2 separate regions of the Mus musculus genome follow, and region 2 is linked to region 1. The links are chromatin contacts, called in public HiChIP or PLAC-seq maps. All regions are on one chromosome and are shown on one strand. Each heading gives the region's core, a stretch centred on a gene start, on an enhancer-like site or on the middle of the called end of the contact. The rest is flanking DNA. Distances are from core to core; before and after follow the strand shown.

The links. HiChIP or PLAC-seq counts read pairs in DNA pulled down with a chosen protein or histone mark.
Region 2: an H3K4me3 HiChIP or PLAC-seq map of neural tube shows a contact between it and region 1, with 2.9 times the contacts expected there. The contact joins the promoter of Slc29a3 here to the enhancer-like site in region 1. A contact is called at or near these places in 9 of 39 promoter capture datasets (the 3T3-L1 cell line, the HPC-7 cell line, cranial neural crest and 4 more), 4 of 15 datasets of contacts at CTCF or cohesin (the NIH/3T3 cell line, embryonic stem cells, large pre-B cells and 1 more), 6 of 484 Hi-C or Micro-C datasets (bone marrow-derived macrophages, embryonic stem cells and pre-B cells), 21 of 115 datasets of contacts at active chromatin or transcription factors (the NIH/3T3 cell line, bone marrow-derived macrophages, craniofacial prominence and 14 more) and 1 of 9 other capture datasets (adipose tissue).

Annotation. Positions count from the first base shown.
Region 1 is chr10:60,442,873-60,449,597 of GRCm38.p6, reverse strand. All of the region lies in intron 15 of Cdh23 (cadherin 23 (otocadherin)), which reads left to right. Among named protein-coding and RNA genes, the nearest start is that of Gm17455, 47 kb to the right of the region's middle. Within about 2 kb of position 4,222, at least 30 of the 459 cell types and tissues checked have an H3K27ac peak or open chromatin away from gene starts, as enhancers often do. A contact at or near this core is called in craniofacial prominence, embryonic limb bud and neural tube, where this site is marked.
Region 2 is chr10:60,748,486-60,755,210 of GRCm38.p6, reverse strand. Slc29a3 (solute carrier family 29 (nucleoside transporters), member 3) reads left to right here and starts at 2,429. Exons shown (of 6, transcript NM_023596.3): 1 at 2,429-2,477; 2 at 4,527-4,825. The coding sequence starts at 2,477.

The DNA.
Region 1 (6,725 bases), core at 2,973-5,472:
CCACTAATGCCAGCTCCATCAGAAAGTTGTCCCTGTGTGCCAGACACAGCAGAAAATATTCTCCATGAATTGCCTTCATCAACCCGCCACAGCCTCGTGAGATGGCAACGGCTATTGTCCCCATTTCATAGATAGGGAAACTGAGGCTCAGGGTAGATTATTGTCCCCATTTCACAGATAAGGAAACTGAGGCTCAGGGTGGATGTGACAGTATGATGAGAACTGGGATAGGAGGGCTAGGGATTCTCCCTCTCGCCTCCCTTTTCCCACCTTCCTATGTCTCCATTCTTCTCCTTCTCCCCTCTCCTTCTGTGGCCTCACCCCTCTATTGTCAATCTTTCCTCCTCAGAAACCCACCTGCTCAGGGTCCGAGACTCTATGCTTGTTTCTGCTAAGTAGGGCCTTCCTAGTCAGCACCTATAAACACTTCTCAACTGAGTCTGGCAAGGCCTCAAGGGCCAGGTGCTCCCTGGATTCTAGAAGGCTTTAGAGAGCTACAAAGGCTCAGGACACTACCAACAATTCAGACCATGACCTTCCCACCACATGCTGTCTGTCGACTGCTTTGAGGTCAGCCCACCCCAGCCTGGGCCACACTAGCATCTCTCAGCTCTGTCCCAGGAACCCATGTTCTCCCAGAGAGTCAGAGCAAACCCGACGGAGGGAAACACTTTGCAATTGGTGAGGAGGCTGGAAAAGAACCCTCTTAGAAAAGGATGTTGCTGGTCTCAGGTTAATGACCCAGGGCCAAGCCCTACCTGGGAGGAATCTGAGGACTGAGCGACAGGTAGAGGTCACAAGGCTGGGAGGGTCGTCTTCTGGTAGGGAGTAAGCCAGAAGTTGGGCAGATGGCTCAGGTGTCTGGGCAGCACACAGACCCCAGCCCAGGTCACACTCGGGTCCGTAGTTGGGCACTTTGCGCAGAATACAGATTGGGTCACCCTCAAGTGGTATCTTCACCACCATGCTTAGCCACAAGTCCTTGTTAGATGAGATGACCTTTGTGCCAGCCTTGTCTTAAACTCCAGGGACAAGCGTTTTCCTTACCCTGGGACATCAGAGAGACCAACGGGGACAGCAAATGTGTTAGAACACAAATTCCACTGCACCATTGACAGCCACTCTGGGAAGACGCCATGAGAGAGGTACCGAAGCCTTGTAGTGTTCAGAGCCATGATCATAATGTCTGCTGTGGGCATGGATCATGGGGCAATAGCTGTCCATCCCAGGTCCCCACTGGGCACAGGGAAAGAAGTCCCCTGCCCCTTTTTCCTTTGCCTACAGCTCCCAGCATCCTGGAACGCCCTTCCCTGTCTTTCGGTTTGGTTCATGCACTCCTCTCAGGTGGGGGATTCTGAGCTTCCAGCTCCAGACCTCCTGCAGGCCCAGACAGCCCAGATGAGGCTTCCTTAAGTATGCATGTCTCCTTCCCACAGCCCGTCTGTCATCTTCCCTGTAACCTGTGGTCATCTCCTAGCTCCACCGCTTTCTGGACCACCCACTGTTTGATCACTCAGGGTCTCAACACTTTCCCCAGAGCCTCCATCAGTAGCTCTTCTTCCATGGATATGACCACCCCCTGGAGGCCATATCGCTCAGAGCAACAGTACCTTGCCACACTGAGTTCTGCCCACCACTCACGGCTACTGTGGTTCCACCCTCAACCCCACGCCATCTGAGCTGAAGAAGAAATTTCCCAATGTGCTATGCATTGCCACAGAAGCATAGAGAGCCGAGCTGTCTGCTGGCTATACCCTTTCACCCACATCCTTTGTGTTTGTGTATGTGGGGGGGGGGGGACACAGAAAGTTCCGTGCTCTCGGTCCCACCAGCGGAGCCTCCTCCCATCCACAGCAGCCTCTCTAGTCCTACATCCTACATGTGTGTGATGGGGAAAGTTTCTCAGCAGAGCCCAACATTCTCACTTGGTTTGAGGAGCTGCTCCAAGGGCCTGCATGATGATGAATGTGTCAAGTATTACTGTGCAGCACCAGGGCTCGCTGGAGCTGTTTAAAAATGCATTCTGGCATGTAAATTTCTGCTCCATCAATCCTGATGACATGTCAAACATTGCAATTGTTTCCTGAACAAATTGTGCCTGGTGCCCTTCTCTGCGGATCTGTGCATGGGAGCAGAACCGCACTCAACGCCTGCTAGGTTACTGGGACCCAGCGCTGCCTGCAAGGTAGCCTGGCAGCTGGGCCTGCCGTGCTTCAGAGCCGAAGCCCCTGTACGCATGCGTAGGAGGTCTGGACGTGCACGCGTGACTACAGTGCAGGTGTTGGATGAGGACTGACTGCACGTGGGACCACAGGCATGCTGGGAGAGATGTCCAGGTGGCTGGGAGAGGCAGGGGGAGGACTGCAGGGGCTGATGGGAGCACTTGAGACAAGGGAGGAGTGTGTGTGTGTGTGATCTACATGGCTCAGGGTTAGTAACCTGAGTGCTCTCTGCCTGCCTGAGCCAGAGAGAAAATAAAGAGATGCTGGAAGTATATACAAGGGAAAGCCAGGATACCAGGAAGAGGGTCTATTTGAGACCCAGAGAGAAAGGGTCTATGTATAAAGACTTCAGAAGATGCAGAACAGGAGGAGGTACAGTAATGGAAAGCTTTTAGGCTATAGAAAGGAGTTGAGGTGTTCTGAGGTCCCCATCCCAACAGGAAAAGAGTCATATAGCAGAGTGAAGCATCCAGGAAGGGCGGGGCTGTATTTGGAAGGAGGCTCAGAGGATGGCCATCTAGAGCTGATGTGAGCAAGTGGGAACCAGTGGGGCTTAAGGCTCAACAATTGCAGATGAGCATTGACCAGGCCAAGTCAAGGGCCTACAGGGAGGTGCGGAGACAGCTGTGGTGTGTGTGTGTGTGTGTGTGTGTGTGTGTGTGTGTGTGTGTGTGTGTAGGGTGCTGGCAGGGCAGGTATCCTGGGATAGGACACTTGCGTCTAGTGGAAGTGAGTTAGAAAGGCTCTTTGAGAGTACTAGCTGGGTCCGAGGGCACTTTCAGGGAGCACGTGTGAGAATCTATTCCCTGTTGGCAAGGGGAGTCCCTGGGAACACATCTAGGGTGCTAGGCTTGCTGTGAGCCCTGGACCCACTGGCACAGGGAGACCTGTATACTGAGGGTTGGGTAGGTCAGAGGACATCTGTTTTCACCAGAATGGATGCCCCAACCCTCAGCAGAGATGTCAGGTTGGACCACACCATACCCCTCCCTTCCTTCAGGTTGAGTCTAAGATACCCACACAGACCAAGCTCAAGCATACACAGAGCTGGGGATCTTCTTTGGAAGTCAGTGGAAGGCACCTCTTCCAGGTTCCAGCTCCGCTAGCTGAGGGGTGACATCTTGGAAAAGCCAAGCCCATGCTATAGGAGCTGCCCCTCTCAGTCAAGGCTGGAAGGACACCCAAGCAGGGGCAGAGCCACTGAGCCAAGAGGAGAGCCTTGCCTATAGGGGACACCTGGCTCCGAGGGACACCCACCTCTATAGGATCAGGAAGGTGTATGGTTAACAGCTCAGGCTACAGCTGCCTTTTCCATATCCCAGCACTGCAGCTGTGTGACCTTGGGCAAGCTAATTCACCTTACAGAGTCCCCCCCCCCCCCGCTCCCTCCTTCATCTATAGAATGGGGTGTCCCATGGAGCTATTGGGAAGGTAGAATGAAAGCATAGGAAATTCTTGTAAAAATCTGTGGCTTGTAGTGAAATGCTCAAAGCAAAAAAAAAAAAAAAAAAAAAAAAAAAAAGGGGGGGGGGGGGGGGGGGGGCCAGCCCACCATCAATGCACTGAGCAGAGACTGGAGTTTTGGACCAGTCTGGGGACCACATCCCCCCTCCCTCTCCAGGCTCCTCACTCACCTTGTCTTAACCTTTGGAATTTTCTCCCCACGTGTATTTATTTTTTCCCCTTTCCGTCCACAGCAGAAAATTACACTTGTGTTGGCATTGTCCATCACGAAAATAAGTGCCATGGCTGCAATCACGAAGCTCAGAGGTGGAATGCGCTCGCCCAGGAAAGCAGTTCAGGGCGAGGTTGAGGGGATGCCTCAGAAACTGGGCGCCCTGGCACCTCAGCCTGGCATGGCTATTCCTGTAGCAAAGGCATGTGGGGCAGGAGCTGGCCACTGGAGCAGTGCTGACCACAGGGGCAGTGCTGGCATGGGTAGAAACCCACCATAAGGACGGGAGCTGACCACAGGAGTGGTGCTGACCGCAGGATTGGTGCTGACCACTGACCATGGGGACAGGAGCTGACCACTGGAGCGGTGCTGACCACAGGGGCAGTGCTGGCATGGGTACAAACTGACCATGGGGACAGGAGCTGACCACAGGAATGGTGCTGACCACTGACCACGGGGACAGGAGCTGACCACAGGGGCAGGTGCTAAACACAGGGCAAGTGCCAATCATCACAGAGACAAGGTGCTGACCATGAGGACAGAAGCCGGCCAAGGGGACATGAGTTGGCCAGGGAGACAGGTGATCCTGACCCACCTTCATTCCTTCTAGACTGGGGAAGGCCTGGTGAGGGAGACAAAGATGTCCTAAGTCCCCAGGCCTGGGTGTCCTGCTGCACACAGTCGTTAGCTCTCCTGCCAACACCAGGCACCTTAATGCAGAGCCTTCTGCCATTCAGAGAGGCCTCTCAGCCTCACTCCCCTGCCTACAGCCTGTTCTTTGCTGTATCTCCTCAGGGCTCTGGCCACTGTCTGAGTTCCACTATCTAGCTAGTTCTTTCTCAGCTGTCTCTCTATTCTGATGATAAGTCACCTTTCAAAGAGGACCTGACACTTTGGTTCCTCGTACAGTATCCAGCACACTGGAAAGGCTATAGAGAATTTACTGAGCAGCAAGGGGAGGGGGGCGGGAGTGTCATAAGCCTTCAGGTAGGCTAGCTATCCTCCATCTGCCCAATATTTCCACTGTGTCCTGCCCGCAGAACCTCACAAAGAGTCATTCAATCTCCACGCTGTCACTAGGTTGGTCTTTAGAAGCTGTCTTAGGGTTTCTATTGCTGTGAACAGATACCATGACCAAAGCAACTCTTATAAGGACAACATTTAACTGTGGCTGGCTTACAGGTTCAGAGGTTTAGTCCATTAGCATCAAGGCAGGGAGCATGGCAGCATCCAGGCCAGCATGGTACAGGAGGAACTGAGAGAGAGTTCTACATCTTGTTCCCAAGGCAAACAGGAGAAGACTGACTCTTCCTCCACTGGGCAGAGATTCAGAGCCCAGCCCCACAGTGACACAGTCCCTCCAACAAGGCCACGCCTCCTAACAGTACAACTCCCTATGGGCCAAGCATATTCAGACCACCACAGAAGTAACCAGAATTTGAGGTGTGTCATGAACCCCAGGTTACCCCTGATTAATCTTCAGGGTTCCTCACTGGCCACAGGAGCATCTGTCTGCTCATGGCCGCAGGTAGCAACAAGTGGGATCTGAGCTTTTCCTTTACCGGGAGGGAAGTGGGGGCTCATGAGTGATTTTCAAGACCCCAGATTATGCCACGCATTCCCTGAGAGATGTGACCAAGGACTCCTGGCCAAGACCAGGGAATGTTCCGAGGGCTCTGTAAGGGAAGAGTGGGTCCTGATGGTCAGGATTTTGAATGAAGGGATGGGGTAATGCACTATGTGAAGAGTTTGGGGTGTGTCAGGGAAGATGGGGCTACAGGAATGAAGGTTAGCTGGGATGTGACTAGCCTTGACATCAGGATATTGGCCTGGATTAGTTTATCAAGTAACAAGGAGGCATTGGAGTTTTTTTAAGCAGAGAAGAACAGTAATATTTTTTTAAAATATATTTATTTGTATATTTGTGTGTGTGTGTGTGTGTGTGTGTGTGTGTGTGTGTGTGTGTGTGTGTGTGTGTGTGTGCAGGTACCTACAGAGGCTAGAAGATAGTATCATGCTCCCTGGAACTGGGGTCATAGGTTACCCATGAGCTTCCTGACATGATGCGGGAAACCAAGCTTGGATCCTCTGGAAGAGCCTGTGCTATGTACAGAACCCAAGGCTTTGCTGATGGAGTGAACCCTTACATTTTGCCAAAGGGCTGGCGTCTTGGACTTCTGCTCTGTCAATACAGCAGCAGGTAGTGAGTCACCATGCTGAATACCCAGCAGCAAGCTTCATGAAGCACTTGTTAGTGCCCTTAAATCCTGAGCCACCTCTCTAGTCCCTGTAGAGGCCATCAGATTCTCTAGTAAAATGTACTAGTATACAGATGTCCTGTGTCAATCTAGCACCCAGCAGAGACAAGGTGGGGTGGTCTCTACACAAGTACCAGAAGGGGGCGCTAGAGGATAGTTGAAGCGTTCACCTGGAACCCAGGATTGCCTGGGTAGCCAGGTACAGTCTGAGACACCTGTGTGGCCAACTGTGCCCTCTCCCCACCATCCTGAAGCCTGACATGGAGGCCTCAGGAGTATCCTGTAGGACACCCATATACTCATTTCTAGACTGGCAGGGAAGAGGGAGGAGGGGTGTCTGGAAGGGAATTCTGTTCTCTACCTGCAGGCCTTTGAGCACATCCTTATGTGAGCCTGGCCTATCTGTCACTTGATACGGCAGTGGACATCTTGTAGCTGCTGTGAGCAAGTCTGAGGAAGGAGGTGGCTTATTGGATGCTCAGGCAGACAGAGCTGCACAGGGTGGGGCCAGAGCAGTGACTGCCAGACTGCACAGAGTACTGCATGGGTGACTAGATATCCAGCCCTGAG
Region 2 (6,725 bases), core at 1,180-3,679, 310 kb before region 1:
TTTAATCCCTCTGGCTGGAATGCAGACATGCCCTTAGTACACACCTTTAATCCAAAACAATGAAGGTAAAGTTAGTTTGGAGAAGGTAGCACCCATGTTTGAAAGTGATATCTTATTGAGTGGCAGACAAAGTGATGAATCAGAGAAAGATTTGACAGAATAGGATCTGCCCAACTCTCACAAGAACAGAGAGAAAAGAGAGGCTACTTAAGAGAGAGCAATGCAGAGAGGAAGAGGGGAGGAAGACAGTCCTTACTGGGACAGTTGTCCAGAGACAGGTTGCAGAGGGAAAACAAGCCAGACACAGGTGAAGACAGAAGGAACCAGAGAATGAGAGGGAGCCCAAGGACCAGAACAGATTGCTGAAGTTAGTATGAGCCTGAGCAGAGCAATTCAGGAGAAGCCTAGAAAAGCCAGATTGAGTCAGTCAGTGTAGAGAGGACTTTGAGCCAGAATAGCTGAGTTGAACCAGACAGCCAGAACTCAGAAAAAAAAACTAGGAAAGGGTGAGCTTGAAATTCAGCAGTCTCAGAGGCTGTAAACATTCTAGGCCTAGGTAAGATTGTACAGAGGCTAGAAGCTTCCAAGACTAGGCCTAGGTTAGCAGACAGAGGCAGTAAACCTCTGAGACAACAATTACATTAGGCCAATGAAAGGTACTTTTATAGCTATGCCTTGTAGGTGGCCCTGGCTTGTATTAAAGCAAACCAGAGGGCAACTTTACTCCACGGCTTCTGTCTCAGTTCCTGCCTCCAGGAGTTCCCTAACTCCTGAGTTTCTACCACCGAGAGATCAAGTCCTGTAAGCCTCAGTTTCTTCCTGGTGTCTGCTTTAATTCTTGCTTCCAGCTTCCTATCTTCAGTTTTGGCTCCGATTCCCCTCAGTGGAGTTCTAAGATGAAATTAACCCTTTCCGTCCCAAGTCAGTTTTACTCCGGGGTTTTATCACAGCAAAGGACACAGGGAGACAAGGAGAACCGCCCAGGCTACCTTCTTGTTTGCTGTGCTTTTTCTGATCCTGAGGTAACCTTTGCCTCCTCTGTGCCCTGTAGGGAGTGTGCCCACGGCTTGGAGCATGCTAGCTTCTGCTCTCCCACAGAGCCGAATTCCAGACCTCACGTGTTCCCCTTGCAGTTGAGGCTGGTATTTAGGCCATGTTTTGAGATTTACTCATTTCTCTGAGCCTCACCCACGTGTGTATGTGGGTATGCATGTCTGATGTGTGTGCATATGTACATGTGTGCATGGGTGCATGTATACATATATGTGAGTGTGTCTAAAAGTGTGCATGTGTATGTGTGTGAGTGGGCAAGTGTGTGTGTGTCTGTGTTACACATTATTAAAAGCCTGTTGTTTTTCTTCTGTGTTTGATATTAGGGATCCTTTGCCAACTAGGAACCATGATGGGTAGAGAAAATTCTATTTTTTCCCCCTTCACACTTATGAAAAGAAGCCTACTAAGCTTTGGCATCAGTAAGTCCCCAGCTGGTCTCTGGGACTGGCCCACACCAGCCTTGCTTGTGCCCACGTTTTCTCTGGTCTAGCGCAGGACATCAGCCAACTCCTACTCTGCCTCTTTCTTTTCCCCTCCTGTCCTTACCTCCTCTCCTCAGGTGATCTGTAAGGACAGCGCAGGCATGTATACTCCAACCCTAACGCCGCCAGGGTCTCAAGTAACCTGGGCTGACCACTATGTAGCTAAGGTGAGCCTAAACCCCAGAGCCTCCCAAGTGCGGGTGGTAGGTGACACCTACACGTCCCCTGCAGGGCAGCGGAGGAAGTCACCCCCCAGTGGTAAGGGATTGGGTAGAAAGGAAGCCCAAACTTCTGCCACTCTTGGGTGTTTCCTTAGGTTCCCCACTTTTCTCTCTCTCTCTCAAAAAGAAAACAAAAACAAAGCACATCGGTTCCGTAACCCCCACTCTGCACTCGGAGCTGTACAGGAGCCATCTTCAGCTCTCTCCTGAACTTTGATCTCAGAGTCTCCCAAAAGTTTCTCTTCTGCAGATGTGGCATCTGGATTGCCCCTCCAACACAAATCTGCTCACTCTGGCCTCGCTCACTGCCACCAAATAGCTTCAAGCTCTCTCTGCGGCTCTCCACCTAGGCTGGGAGGCCAAGTTCATCTTGCTGGTACATCCTGCTCTGGAAGTATTGAGGGGGAGCAGGGGGCTGTGGGGCACCCTAGGGAATGAGGCGGTGGATACCAATAGGGAGTCAGGCAGGACCTGTTCCAAAGCCACACTTTTTTCACTTTGCAATTGGACGCCTGCAGTTACTGCCGTAGGCCAGGAAGAGGCGCGCGTGGGGGCGGGGCCAGAGGGAGGAGTCGGCAAACCCGGAAGCGCTGAACGGGGCGTGGTGAGCTGAGAAAAGGAGGGCGGGGCTGGGAGGACAAGGGCGGAGCCCGGCCTGGCTGAGCTCTGGTCACAGTGGCCCAGCGCCTTGGACCTGGTGGAGGTAGCAGCGGCAGCGACAGTAAGTGCGGGTGCAGCGGCCCCCATGCTTGGCTGGGTCTTCCCTTCCCGAGGCTGAGCCTGGCCTCTCCTCCACACTCTTCTCTGGTCCCGCGTGTGGGGACAGGTCGGCCCGAAAGATCCAGAAGGCTTTGCGGGTCCGGATCGGATGCCACAGCTGCCTCTGCAGCGAGGACTTGTCTTAGCCTACTGCCAGGCTCGCTCTTGGACCCCAGCCTGTGTCCACAGGAGCCATCGTGGCACACGGGCTGGCCAGACATGTTCTCAGTCCCCAGACTCCTACCCTTTCCAGCTCTGACTGGTCCTTACCCCAGGACCCCAGTCAGAGGCAGGGACAGCTTGGCCCCGGGAGGTTCTCCGCCTCCTCTCCTTTCTTTGTCTTTCTCTATTCATCCAAAGCCACAGCTACCTTTTATAAAGAGTAATAAGGCGTTGCTCAGTCCACTGCACCGCCCGTGACCTGGTTAGAGAAGATCCCTGGCAACTTCAGATGCTTGGTCAAGGCTGAGTAGTCCTTGATGAATAGACACAGTAGCTGAGAAGGGACTTCAGACCTGTGTGGGTCTGGGTGACCCACACTGAGCCGCTGAGCCGTGCGCCCACCCTCCTAGCCTGAACTTCTGGAAATGGAACAGGTCCTTGCCAGTTCTCTGATGCTTCATGATTATCTTTCACACTAAAAAAGAAAATACGTGTACATATGTGTGCCTTTGTGTGGGTATGTGCAGTTCTTTCAGGTGCCCACAAAAGCTACAGGAGGGCATAGAATTCCCTGGAACAGGAGTTAAAAGTAGCTGAGCTACTTGACTAGGGTGCTGGGAACTGAACACGGGTCATTTGAAAGAACAGCAAGCGCTCTTCACTGCTGAAACATTTCTCTAGATTCTGTTTATATTTAAAAAACAAACAATAATTTAAAGCACGTTTGCATGGATGGCCCTGTCTAGGTCCTTGCATGGTCCTCTTTGGTCTTTGTGTGAATTAAGGCTGTAGAGGGGTCTGCTCAGCTTGCTAGGACACTGTAGAACCTCTGGCCTGCCTGAGCCAGGGCTCCGCTGCAATAGTCAGGGATCTGTTTATCCAGCAGTGCTGATGAGGGGCATTCCCCTTGTTTGTCTCTGCTCATAGCTTCTTGCTGCAGGAAGCCTTCAAGAGGGAGGGCTATGGGGACTTGGAACCAGCAGATGGAGTCACATTCCCAGATTATCCCTGGGGGTTGGGGGAGGGAGATGAGGTTAGGGAAACCCCCCCCCCCCCCCAGGGCATCCAGACAGCGTGACTGTATCATCCATGCCCCTGTGACCTAGGCAAGTGGCTTGAACTTTCTGAGCCTCATATTCCTCCGGACCTAATACCCGGCTGTCATGGCTCACTCACTGGGTGTCGCTGGCACTCTGAAGTCCTGGAGTGGTTTCTTTGTGAAATAGGGTCTCACTTAGTCCAGGTTAGCCCTTAAACTCGATATGTAGCAGGGCTGACCTTGAATCCTGATCTTCCTGCCTTCACCTCCAGAGTGTTACTGGGTTGTAGATGTATGTGCACAGCCTGGCCTAACTTGATTGAACAGCAAGCACACATTGTTCAAATTCAAAAGGCATAAAAAAAAAAAGACTTAACAAGGATGCTCCCTCCCTGTCCCAGTCTCCCTTGAAAACACCCACTGTTGGAAGACCTCTGTGTACCTTCCAAGGTATGCTTGTTCCCACCCAGGTTCCAATTTCTATGTAAATGCATTTAGCCCAGGCTTGTCCTTCTGCACTGCTTGCCTTAGTCTACACCTGCAATGGTGTTCACACTGCCTAATGTGTTGGCTGTGTTGCCCTTACATAGTTGGAATGACCTTGGAAGTCACTACAGTTATCATAGCCTGTTCTTCTAGTTTGATTTTTGTTTTTCTTCTTGCTCCCAAGACTGGAAGCTCTCCAGCCAGGCTTTGGGGACAGGGTAGACCCAGCATGGACGAGAGATGTCTTCTAGGATGCATCAGTCCCCAGCCTCCATGCTCGCTCGCTCATTCACCTGCTCTGTGTCTCTCTCTCTGCCCACACAGTGGCCTTTGCCTCTGAGGACAATGTATACCACAGCTCCAATGCTGTCTACAGAGCCCCGAGTAACCATCAAGAAGCTGACCAGGAAGCCCTGCTGGGGAAACTACTAGACTACCCAGCCCCGGGCCTGCAGAGGCCAGAGGATCGCTTCAATGGTGCCTACATCATCTTCTTCTGCCTGGGAATTGGGGGCCTACTGCCCTGGAACTTCTTTGTCACTGCTAAGGAGTACTGGGCATATAAACTCCGAAACTGCTCCAGCCCAGCGTCCGGGGAGGACCCTGAGGACATGGACATCCTGGTAAGGGCTGTTTCCCTCACAGGGGAGAGGGGAGCAGGCAGTCCAGAGCCAGGCCATCCTTGGGGTACTTGAGGGAGGCCATTTGCATGCTGAGAATCTGTGTGTTGATGCAGAGTTTATGTGCGCACAATAATCCACTGGGTCCTAGAGCTCCATTGTGTGGTACCCAGGCTCTGTCTCATGCCTCCTAAGGCTGGTGGGATGGAGATGGGCAGACCCAGTCCATACTTTAGATTGCCTGCTGTTGTCCATGGGAGGAGGGTGGGCATGATGGTTCTCTACACTGTGTGTGGTGGTACATGTAAGAACACAGACTCCTTGTCCCCAGCAATATGAAGGTGTGACCCTTACAGCATTAAGGCAGCTGTGAAGTTACAGAAAATTCCAAAGAGCAGTAGCTAAGACTAGGGGAGGCCATTCTTCTGTCACATTCAACTTCAGGCAGGTGGGTTGCTTTGACACATGTAGTTCTCGAGTCCAGGGTCACCTCACAGTCCAAGATGGCTCCTGAAGCTCCAGCCATTATATCTTTAGGAAGAGAGAAAGGAGGGAATGCCTGTGGCATATCTTTAGGAAGAGAGAAAGGAGGGAATGCCTGTGGCTTGTAAGAACACTTCCTAGAAGTTGTGCCTTCCTTGTGTTTACATCCTATTGGTCCAAATTGAATCATGTGACTCTATCAGCTATAGAGAAGACTGGAAAATGTAGTCTTTTTGTGTGTCCTAGCGCTTAAAAGCAAGACTTCACATATGTTAACATGCCCTGCACACATACACAGAGAGAGAGAGAGAGAGAGAGAGAGAGAGAGAGAGAGAGAGAGAGAGAGAGAGACAGAGGCAGAAACAGAGACAGAAACAGAGAGACAAAGACAGAGAACTGTCCAATATAGTCATTAAGCATAGTTTTATAACATCCTTGCTATACTGGAGGCCAGATAGCTAGGGGAGACAGAGTCTATCAGTCTGTTTACTGTGGTTGGGAGCAGAGTTCCACAGGCCAGGTAGGGGATGATCGTTCTGAGGAACAGAAGACCACTCAGGCTCTTGGTTATGGCTGAAGGTTGAGAGGCTGTGTCTGGTGATGGCTTTCTTGTTTGTGGCATCTTTCAGATAGCACGAGGCATCATGTGATGAGGGAAGATGGTGATGTGTGTGAGTCAGGTCCCCTCTGTCTTCTTATAAAGCCACCAGAATTCAACTGGGGCTGGGGGATGGGGAGCGGGGTAAAGGCTCCACCCTGTGACTAACCACAATCCCCTCTAGATGTCATAGTTGGATTCAGTTTCCATCCTCTTAACCCATCCCAGTGGGGAGTGTATTTCTATCTAGGAAAGTTTGGGGGACACTCAGACCATATACCAACTATAACCCAGGGGCAGCAGAGCCCTAGGGACACACTCAGGTTGCTGTGGTCTGGAGCAGGTGGGTTAGAAGGGTGAGCAGGAATCACCCCAGGAAGGAGGTACTGACTTCAGAGTCCTCTGTTGTCTTCCCTTGCTCTGAGGATACAGATCATCCATAGGTCACCATGGCAACCCTCCCTCCATGGTGGCCATGGCCATGGTGTGTCTATCAGCCCTAAGGAAAGGCACACCATCATCGGGGCCAAGGTGAAGGCCTAGTATGGGAGGTGGGCTCAGGAGCCCTGCATGCACCGGGTGAAGGGATCTGTCCAGAGTGGTTCTGCAGTGGCGTGGGCCAGAGCTGCCTTATAAGCACGTGTAAGCACAGAAGGCTGATACTGTTGAGCTATGCCTTCCTCCTCCCCAGTTCCCTCGGGGACAAGAAGGGATGTGCTAGCAGACCCCAGCCCCAGAGGCGGCTCACTTCTCTTTCTTTGGAAGCCCCTCTGAGGCCTTGACCAGCTCTCCAGATTGTGACTTAGTTTTGTGTGGGGAAAG